Regions from separate parts of the Mus musculus genome. Here region 1 is linked to region 2. The links are chromatin contacts, called in public ChIA-PET maps. All regions are on one chromosome and are shown on one strand. Each heading gives the region's core, a stretch centred on a gene start, on an enhancer-like site or on the middle of the called end of the contact. The rest is flanking DNA. Distances are from core to core; before and after follow the strand shown.

Region 1 (5,168 bases), core at 332-2,831, 490 kb before region 2:
AAATGAAAGGGTTTTATAAATAAAGCTTTAACATAAGATGTGTACAATTATTCAAGTCCAAGCTATTAAAATGTTAATTGCTCCCTCCCATGTACTGGAAATCAGCAAAAGTGATAAGGATACACTGAAATCAACTGGAAACAAGAGGTTCTTTAAAGGTTCAAACTGGTCTATGGCTAATACCCATAGTTTTAAAAAAGCCATACATGAGAGAAATTTAACTATCTTGTCAACTTATAACTGTAGTGCTAGAGTTCCTCCCACTGCAACAATTAAGAACGAAACGTGTCCACAATTAGAAGCCGATCATGACAGAAATAAATCTTTGAGATGGATTGTTTTTGTAACTCATGATACCTAAGTGTAATACCTAACTGCAACGAATAAAACACTTAGCGGGATACCGTGGTGGATTTGAGCATTTTACTTGATCATTTGGGAAAATATATAAAATAAAATTGAAAAGTACTCTACTTCCTGTGTGGGTTTTAATTTAACCTTTGCTACTGCCCAAGACAACAGTCCAAAAAAAAAAATGTTAAAATGCAACTTGGCCAACAGGTAGAAAGACAGCTAGTTTGCAAGACACTAGAAAAACTCGGATCCAAGCCACTTTAATTATTATAAACTTCACGGAAAATGTTCCCCCCCCCCCAAAAAAAAAAAAAAAACACAAAACAGTGTAATGTTCCAGCACATTCGGCAGAGGGAGCAGGAGCCCTCTGGTACGTGAGGCAGTCGATGCCTATGTGGCTTTTTGTCTTTTTTCTTTTTCCATTTTCATTTCTTCTCACCACAAAGTTTCATTTTCATTTTGTATTCTTCTCTCCGAGAGCTGAGTGTCCCTGTCTGAACTTCTTGGGACTAAAACATTTTTTCAGATTATTTTTTCCCCTCAAATTTTGGAACAGTTGCAGACTTTACCAGTCGTATCCCTCATGTAATCCTCAAAAAAGCTTTGGATTTTGGAGAACTTTCTATAATGATTTCACTTTTGGGTCAGTGTGGCTGAACACCCGTTATAATAGAAAAAAATGTCAGAGGTGTTTTGTATGTGTGTGTGTGTGTGTGTGTGTGTGTGTGTGTGTGTGTGTGTGTGTGTGCATGTATGTGTGTGCTCATATTTAAAGTTTCAACTGTATTCAGAGATCACGGAAAACCTTCCCTTGGGAGTTTTCAAAAGCTTATACTTTTAGTTTGTCTTTGAAGAAGTTTTCAGTATTGATTTTTAAAGCTCTGTTTGTTAAGAGATACTTCAGGATCCAAATGTCAGTTAATGGTAACCTGAAGCTTTGTTGTAGTAGCAGAGGGGTCTCTACACAGCCCAGAACACAGGCTATGAAATTCATAAACAAACAATAGTGTTATAGTCACTCTAGTTGAATCCTAGAAGACACACCTTGCAACTAAAGGTGACAAAAGTAAAGATGTTTCAAAATGATGACTTGATGGTGTTTTAATATGGTTAGGATAGAAATAACTGTATTTTCTTGCAAACACTAAATTCTTGGAGACAGACATCAATCTCACCAACCTCTGCAAAGACCAGGACGTCTCTATAGGCAGAGGAAGTGGGCCCTGCATGTTCCCATCCTCATCCTGCTCTGCTTCCAGTCTCAGTGAACACCATCTCTATACATACCACTTAAGTAAATACTTCAGAGACAAAAGGGACCTTTGACTTAATATTCAATAACTACATCAAGAGGTGGAAGTTCAAATCTGTCTTACAGGTTACTTCAATAATTTAATGATTTCCAAGAAGCACTTCACTCTGAAGGAAGAATACTTGTTTTTAATTTGCATAACATATAGTATGTATTGGGATGTGTGTGCTCATGCCAAGGTATGGATGGAGGTCAAGGACAACTTGTGGCAATCAGTTCTTACTCTCTCCTATCTTGCCGTTCCCAGGGATTCAACTCAGGTGATCAGACCTTGTAGCAAGAAACCATCTTGTCAGTGCAAGAAATAAACAATTAAAAAAAAAAACAAACAAACCACACCTGTTGTGGTTAGCTCTGGATGCTACCCTTCATTGACAGAAGATCTTGCCTGGCTAAATACCACTCACTCTTTTGTTAGTCAGAGAGCATCTGATGTAAATATGAAAGGCAATAATTATCTATCATTTTATCAAAAACTAAGGGTTCAGTTTTAGAAGCTACTAGTTAGACATTTTATTAGGTTGAATGGATCTTGGTGAGTTATAACTAGAAGTTAAGAAAGCTATGTGCCATTTGTATTGAAATATAAAAAATACATCCTGGTATTTTTTTTAAAGATTTATTTATTGATTATATTTAAGTACACTGCAGCCATCTTCAGACACTCCAGAAGAGGGAGTCAGATCTCGTTACGGATGGTTGTGAGCCACCATGTGGTTGCTGGGATTTGAACTCTGGACCTTTGGAAGAGCAGTCGGGTGCTCTTACCCACTGAGCCATCTCACCAGCCCATCCTGGTATTTTCTACTTATCATTTTAATAAAGTCTTGTAAGAAAGTTCACTATTTTCTCTTAGGTTAATGTTTTAATATTTATTAAAATTTTATCATAAAGAACTTGTAAATAAAAAAGTCAGAGAGATCAAGCTGACCCAAAGTCTATGCATTGTATCCAAACTTTTGTATAGCCTATGAGTCAACAGGTGTCAGCATAACTAGACACAGAGTCACTGTCTGTGTGTATGTTATCTAGATGGTGGACTTAGGGACATGGAGACTCAGTCAGTCACTGGTATATCTTAAGGGAAAGATATTATTTTCATTGTGTTCCTCCAGGGTCCCGGAGGAACAAAGTAGGACAGCTATCTGGCTGGCTCCAAAGGAAAGATACCAAGCCATTTGCATCCATTTACACACATTTACACTGTTATATGACTCCACATTCCTGCTACCTCTTCCATTCTGCTGCTGTTCCTGAGTCATAGCACAGGAGGTACATTTTTCCAGGTTGCAAAACCATTATCCCCTTAACTTGAAACTCATCTGAGCCTTCCTATCCTCATGGTGACTCACTGGCTTGAGTGTGCAGGCACATTCGCCATGTTGAGAAAGAGGTCTATTTCCATCACGGTGATACTTTCTGAGGCCACCTTTCAAAGCTGAAGGTTCACAAACATATTCCTCCCAAGAACTGCCTACTCCCAGAATAACCACAGGGCAGACTGACTGCACATGCCATTACCATTTACTTTGATAATGGACCTCAAATATCACCCTCTTCAAGTGGTTTTCATTCCTAATTGGAGCAACCCTTGACACACCAACTTTTCTCCGAAAACAAAAAGCAGACCCCTTCATATTTCAGTGTCTATAAAAATCCCCATGAAACTGGCAACAAATTCAGTAATTTTCTTTGACCTTTTCGGTTATATGTATTTAGCATATGTCCTTCTATTGATGTGTTTCCTATACTGTTATTTTACTGTTTTTGTCTACAATTGCAACATGTTTAAGGGAAGACCTTGAGGCCATCAAGGATTACCCTACTTTGCACGTAACTGAGCACTTACAAGCTTTTAAATAAAAATAATGAGGGGGTATTAGCAAGGAAAATCACCATGCCGATAAAAAAGGAGAGAGAGCAACAATTTTCAGAACCTTTCATGGACAGAAAAGCATTTTAAATAATATGCCATTTTACTTGCTTCCCATATCAGAAGATCTCTGTTCAAGCAACTAATGGCAGAAAGTAAAGATATACATGTTTTTATTAAATAAAAGCTCAAGCTGCCATGTTTTATTTCATGTTTCATGTGCTACACTGTTCTTACCTGAACAGAAAACATCTCCAATTCAGACAAACCAAAGCCCAAAGAGCCAGCAAAACAAACAGTGATGTTCGACAAGATTATCTTGTGTCTGCAGCACACAAGTCATTTGCCCAAAACCCTGGCATGAGTATTACAATGATTGAGAGGGTGCTTTTCACACTATCAGGAAAAGGTGAGCTTGCTGCAGCCTGCAGCTTTGGACTAAGCTTTGACTGCGAGCGATCTCACAGATTTGCTGAAAACCTGGAGACAGCTAGGACAGCTGCACCCCGGTGCCCCAGGGTCAGGCTTTTCACGCACAGCTGGGCTCTCTCCCTTGCTTTACTGCTTTAAAAGCGCCTTTCAGAGAGGTCTTTCCTCAGGACCACATCTAGAGTGACAGTCTGTGTGTCACTAGTCATCCTGCCCCACGTCTGATTTTCCTACCGGAGATTACCGCTAAGTGGTTAACTGACTTTCTTCTCACTTTCTTTTCCTTAACTAGAGCACCCATTCCGAAGGGGAAGGGAGTTGGATCTTGCCCCATCTGGCCCCCCGCAAGTCTCAGCTGAGCACAGCAACAGAACAAAAACTAGAGAGCTGGGCAAAAATTGGATTTTCTTTTCAGCGAACCTCCCAAATTTAGTACCTTATTTAATTAAGAGATGTGTAACAACAACAACAAACGTCACCACCTCCCACGACAGAGGACCGTTAGGAAAAGCATGAACCAAGTAGCTTTGGTTCCAAGGTATTCGACAGCTTGTGATTAATATGCCAAAACTACAATTGTCCCCATGTAAACAGCAAAGCATAAAGAAATTATTCCTCAGCTTTCTACAGTGTTGTTTTACTTGGATGGATTCACTACCTTATTATCTATAATATCATATGTGTTCATTTGATAGTATAGTGTGCCAAGGACAATAAACATTTCAATTGTTTAGTCTTCCATCTCATTAAACTTAAAAATCAAATTAGTTGGATATAATTTAGTAAGCATATATGTAATAAAATACTACATATATATGTAAAGTACATATTATACATTATAATTTAATTATAAAATAAAATAATACACAAGGAACTTTTTGTTCTCTCTTCTAAAAAGTTATAATAAATATCTACATTTCAAGTTTTTACTTAAAGCTTTATATTGATAGTGCCAATGTTATGTAGAATCTATTTTTTAAAAAATTCAGAAAATGGAGTATCTATTCAAACAGCGACTGTTTCTTTTCACTATCACTTTATGATACCATATTTTCAGAAATAAATTATAAAGTGTGTAGAAAGAGTCACATAATCACCCAGATGAAGACTGGCCTGAATGGAAACCTCACAGGATATCCTCTGCCCTCAAGAAAATAGGCATCAAGGGCCAGTATCAAATGCCGAAAATTCATATCTTC
Region 2 (5,829 bases), core at 184-2,683:
GACTTTTATTGATCTACCAGCAGAGAAGGAAATTCTGAGATGGAAACTCTGAAGCCAGCAAATCCTGGCTTTCACTCTTTATAAGATACTTCGATGTTAGAAATTTGTCTATTTCCCCATTTTGTAAATGTAATGATTGATGCAAATATTAAACCTTTGAGGCATTCTCAGTGGAAATCTAATCAATTGATATAATTGACCCAGATACTTCTACATATTAAACTCTATTAATCTGAAGTACTCAGCCTCTGTTTCTTTAAACTAATCTCTTCTATTTTCCCTCTAGCAAGTTCCTTTAGTTATATTTACATGAGACAAGGATCTTGATCCTTTGAGACTGCTGTTTGTTTCTGACTGAAGTGCTCTTTGTGAAACTATAGTGCTACCCTAGTGAGTTGATAGGATGTCTGGGATTTTATTTAAAACTCTTGAAATTTAGCAAGTGTGAACCTACTGAATTAATAAATGTTGGTGAAAATTCCAGATGTTGGATTAATTAACGATAAAGTCATTTTATCATAATCCAGAATTCATTGAATATTTTGTTCAATGTTGTGCCATTTAGGTTAATATCAGTGGTATCAAGTTTAATAATACCATACTATCAGGCCCATGAATTTATATATGGGTGTAAATTCTGCCTTAAATAATACTTTTTGCTTTTAAAGGACTATGACTAAGAGAACTGTTAAAAAGGAAAAGAAAAAGAAGAGAAAAAGAAGAGAAAAAGAAAAGAAAAAGAAAAGAAAATTTAGAACTGCTTAAGGACTGCTTTTAAAACACTTTGTATATGTTTTTGTCTTTGTAGATGGTTAACCTCAGAGGCTAACCTTAGCAAACATAATTGTGTGCATTGTACTCTGTTTTCATTCTTTTATTCAGCTCTTTTCATGAGTAAAGTAGGGCTTGCTAGAAATCTGTTCTGGAGACCAATATCCATGTTTCTGCTGAATCAGTTTACTTAGAGGCATATTTTATTAAGGCACTTTTTTTTTCTTTTTGGCTATTGGAGAACAGAAGGCAGAAATCTGAGCAAAAGAAAACAAGAGAATATTTTATTTTACCTATCTCACTAGAACAGATGTTAATCCCAAAGTTTCTAGGAGGAATACCACAGATCCAAATCATCATGCTCCAATTAATTAAATCAAGGAAGTAAGTAATTAGAGCAGGCTTTTTAAACTCTCAAGATCTACCTCCCCCTAAGGTAAGGTTTAAGAAATCAGCATTGGATGTGAGATGACAAGGTTGCATAGCTCAGAGGTAGGGGGTTTCCAAATAGGCAAAATAGACAGGGATACCGGAGCAGAACATAAACGTAACAAGTTAGTCATAATGATCTCCTGAAACACAGACATGATAGCAAGATGGTCCTAACAAGATAGTCATCACAATCTTTTGAAACAAAGGTATGCTTTCAAGATGGTTTTGAAACAAAATGTGGTTGCGGTTTCCTGAAACAGGCAGTACAGAACCATTTGTAGCTGAGGTTACAGGTGGGACATAGCCCAGTTCTTGAGAAACAGAGACTTAGTCATAAATAAGAATGAGCCTAGTTTGTCTTTACAATATGATGGTTGTAGGAGTTTGAATAGGTATGCCCCTCCCATACACTCATGTGTTTAAATGTTTGGCCTGCGGGGAGTGGCACTATTAGATGGTGTGGCCTTGTTGAAATAGGTGTAACTTTGTTGGAGGAAATGTTGTACTGTGGAGGTAGGCTTTGAGGTGTCATATACACGCAAGTTACACCCTGTGTAGAAGACACTATCTTCTCCTTGTTGCCTGTGAATCAAAATGTAGAACTCTCAGTTTCTTCTCTAACACTGAGTTTGTCTGCATTCTGCCATGCTTCCCACCATGCTGATAAGGGACTAAACCTCTGAAAATGTAAGCCAGCCCCCTCAAAATGTTTTTAAAATGTGTAGAAGAGTTGTCTTGGTCATGGTGTCTCTTCACAGCAATAAAACCCTAAGACAGAAGTTGATACCAGGAACTGGGGTATTGCTGTGATAGGCCTAATAATGCTTTGGTTTAGAGGAATTTTGGGACTTTGGATTAGGAACATAGTGGAATACTTTAAATGGGGTTTATTGGGCCATACTAGTAGAAACATGGAAGACAGTGGTATTGATGATAATTTAAACTATGTGAACCTGGTTTAAGAATTTTCAATTGAGAAGAATTTTAGTTTGTTGCCTAGAGATTATTCTTATAATATTTTGGTGAAAAATGTGGCTGCTTTTTTGCTCTTGTCTTAAGAGTTTGCCTGAGGCTAAGGTGAAGAGTTTTGTTTTTTTTTTTTTGTTGTTTTTTTATTAATTGCATTAGCAAAAGAAATCTCAAAACAGCCTAGCATAGACTATGGTTCACTTTTATGAAGATAAATTTGATGAAATGTAACAAGAAAGGAAAAGTACAAAATGTATTGTACAAGTGCTAACGGGGAACCAGGAATGTAGCTAAATCCTGAGTTCAAAGAGATAAACAGATTAAAAATATTAAATGGAATTAAGGGAGTGATGCCTCAGGACAAGATCCCATTTGCTAAGGTTCCATCTTATGAAAAAATAAATAAAGAAAAGCTTCAATCCATGTTGTATACCTCTTTAATTTCAACACACAGGAGACAGAGGTATGCAGATGTCTGAGGTTCAAGGTCTTCCTGGTCTACAGAACAAGTTCTAGAGCAGACAAGCTTAGTTAGTGAAGGAAATCATTAAAAAACAGAAAGCTTGAGCCCGGTGTGGTGGCGCAAGCCTTTTATCCCAGCACTTGGGAGGCAGAGGCAGGTGGGTTTCTGAGTTTGAGGCCAGCCTGGTCTACAAAGTGAGTTCCAGAACAGCCAGGACTACACAGAGAAACCCTGTCTTGAAAAAAAAAAGTTTAAAAAAAACAGAAAGCTTGTGATGATGTAATTGAACAAATGGGTGATGTTCTATTCCTAGCAAGCAGCAGAATTTGGCAGCTTCAGTCATGTGGGTCTAACTTGAGAGTCAAGGATTAAAGAAAGGGGTTATGAAATCTACCTCTGAGACTAAGGAAAGTCACTGAGGCAAAGCATGTGGCAGATGTGTCCCTTCATGGAGACTCAGAGAGGCCGTAGTGAGAAAGTAAATCCTATATTGCCTTGGAGAATCCAAGAGAATAAAATTACCAGAGCTATGGGATACCTGCAGAAGAAAGCATCTAATATGGAGTAGATCCAGCCTGAGAAAGAAGTGTGTTTCAATCAACAAAGCTGAAAAGAGTTGGGGATCTGAAGAGCATTTTGGCATTAGATGGAGATGCAGAGTTTAGAGTTTGCCCAGCTGATTTTTGATCATGTTTTGGTTCAGTATTTTCTCTCTATGCCGCCTTCCCTACATTTTGGAACAGTAATATTAATCCTGTGCCACGATATGTTAGAAGTATGTGATTTGCTTTTTCAGTTTGATTTCATAGTAAATTACAATTAAGAGATTGCATGAATCTCAGAAAATACTTAGGACTTTTAAACATTGTTGGGACTGTGATAGACTATTGGGACTTTTGAAGTTGGAATAATGCCTTTTGCATTATGTTATGGCTATAGAGAATGGAATATGGTGGTCTGAATAGGTATGACACCCCCCCCCCATAAACTCATGTTTTTAAATGCTTGGCCAATGGGGAACCATAGTAAATAGAACTATTAAGAGGTGTGGACTTGTTGGAGTAGGTTTGGCCTTGTTGGCAGAAGTGTGTCACTTTAGGATGGGCTTTGAGGCTTCATATGTGCTCAAGCTACACCCAGAGTGTAAGGCACAGTTTCCTTCTGGCTGCCTTTGGATCAAGATGCAGAACTCTCAGCTCCTTCTCCAGCACCATGTCTGCCATACTTCCCACCATGATGATAATGAACTAAAGTTCTAAATCTGTTAGTCAGGCACAATTAAATGTTTTATAAGCGTTGCTTTGGTCATGGCATCTTTTCACAGCAATAAGACCCTAGCTAATACAATGGGTTTTAAGCCTAAAGTAGAGGTAGATTGTTTCAGCACAGAGAACGATTTAAATGTAGTAATGGAAAGTACCTCTTCAGGACATCTTAGTAGTGACTGCTCCTGGTTTTAAGGAACATACTAAAGTACAACAGTCATTGGTCTAAATTATATAACAAAGTATTTCACATATACTAGTCTCTTAGAGTATACAATGCAACATCTTCTGTATCCCTAAGTTTTTTGTTCAGAGAGCAAGAGATCAAGAGTAAAAGCATGCAACAAGAGACAGACAGATGGAGGAGCACAAAGAATGAAAATTGTTCATGCTAAGGATGTATATTTATTACCTATATTCATTCTAATAGATTGAGAGGCATGGAGGTAATTAAAGACAGGAAAATATGCTTGGTCGTTATCTGAAGGAAGCATTCAGATTGTTTATCCCAAATCTCGGTTCTATCATTGATCCTAAGTCTGAGGGGTGCTAATATTCACTTTGACATTAGGCTCTTTAGAAATTTCTGTGTGTGGAGAGGAGAAAACAATGATGAATCCAAAATCTCCCATATGTAAAAAACAAAACAAAACAAAACTGGTAAGTGGTTATCAGACCTACAGACTGAACTGGGTAGAGACTAATGCTGTGTGTAGTCCATATCTATTTTTAAAACATTAAATTGAATAGAAGAGAAACAATTAGCTAACATGAAGCTACTTATGAAAAGCAGAAACAATTGCTTTGCTATAATGTTTTTGTTTTGTAGGGGCATTATCTGTTTTGTATTTTTATATTTACATGGTGTGTGTATGCATGTGGGTGTGCCTGTGTGTATGTGTGTGTGTGTGTGTGTGTGTACACATTCAGACTTTCATGAGCCCAGAGATGAACATAAGCATCATCCTTTATTGTTTCCCATGTTATTGATCAAGGCAGTGTTTCTCCATCTTGCCTAGTCAAGCTGGGATATGGGTCTCTGTATACTGAGTGCTGGGATTAGAAGCAGTAACCACAATTTCTTAGCTTTTATGTTCTGTGGATAAGCATCTAGTCTTTAAACTTGTGTGGTGGTGTTTTATTTACTGAGCCATGATGCAATCCCTGTCTTTTAGTTCTAAGGCAAAGATAACTCCTGTCTGTTACATCAAGGAACAAGATTGTCTGGTAAAGCCACATTAGATCCATAAGAGACTCACCAGAGTTTGGGGAGATGGGAAAATATTCATTTAGCACCAGTGTACCTACTGTCATTTTGTAGATAGCTCAGCAGCTTTAGTTTCAAATTTCTGCTGCCTCTAATTTCTCCTTGTCTTTTTAGGTCTCTCTGCTGCTTGACTTTTACTGGTTCCCTCCTAGCTTTTATCTGGTCATGGGTAGATAGCTACTCTTCACACTCTCCCCCCCACTCAGGCTGTCAGAGAAGACCTGGCAGGTCCCTGAAGAAAACGTTGTTTTAGAGGTGTTCTCTACCTATCTGTCTGTTTGTCAGTCCCCTCACTTTATTTCTCTCCTCCCCATCCTCCTTCTATGTCTTCTAATTAATTGGGCACTTTTGTAGGAAAATAATTCTTGCTCCAATCAGTTTTGTTGACGATTGCACTGTGACATGATGACACCAAGCATTGTCTCCTCAGTATGGAAATATGTGAGATCATCTACTTAGACAGGTTTTTTTTCTAAGCACACAGTATCCATTGCCTCACTTCCTTCAGGTTTTTGGCTATATACCCTCTCAGTGAGTTCCTTTCTGACCACACTGCTTACAGTCCTCCCTCCTCTTTTCTAATAATTCAAATACTATCTTAGATATTCTGCATGTATCTACTTCCTCATACTTCTTTATTTTCCTTCTAAATGTTTATCAAA

What was found. ChIA-PET counts read pairs in DNA pulled down with a chosen protein or histone mark.
Region 1: a contact with region 2 is called in an RNA polymerase II ChIA-PET map of memory CD8 T cells, with 283 read pairs. The contact joins two enhancer-like sites. A contact is called at or near these places in 4 of 484 Hi-C or Micro-C datasets (CD8 T cells, Th1 cells, Th2 cells and 1 more) and 7 of 115 datasets of contacts at active chromatin or transcription factors (CD8 T cells, effector CD8 T cells, large pre-B cells and 3 more).

The regions. Positions count from the first base shown.
Region 1 is chr16:52,177,819-52,182,986 of GRCm38.p6, reverse strand. The region is part of intron 13 of Cblb (Casitas B-lineage lymphoma b); the gene reads right to left. Among named protein-coding and RNA genes, the nearest start is that of Gm23513, 75 kb to the right of the region's middle. Within about 2 kb of position 1,581, at least 68 of the 459 cell types and tissues checked have an H3K27ac peak or open chromatin away from gene starts, as enhancers often do. A contact at or near this core is called in CD8 T cells, Th1 cells, Th2 cells and 4 more, where this site is marked.
Region 2 is chr16:51,686,650-51,692,478 of GRCm38.p6, reverse strand. No RefSeq gene overlaps it. Among named protein-coding and RNA genes, the nearest start is that of Gm29686, 300 kb to the left of the region's middle. Within about 2 kb of position 1,433, at least 31 of the 459 cell types and tissues checked have an H3K27ac peak or open chromatin away from gene starts, as enhancers often do. A contact at or near this core is called in CD8 T cells, Th1 cells, Th2 cells and 4 more, where this site is marked.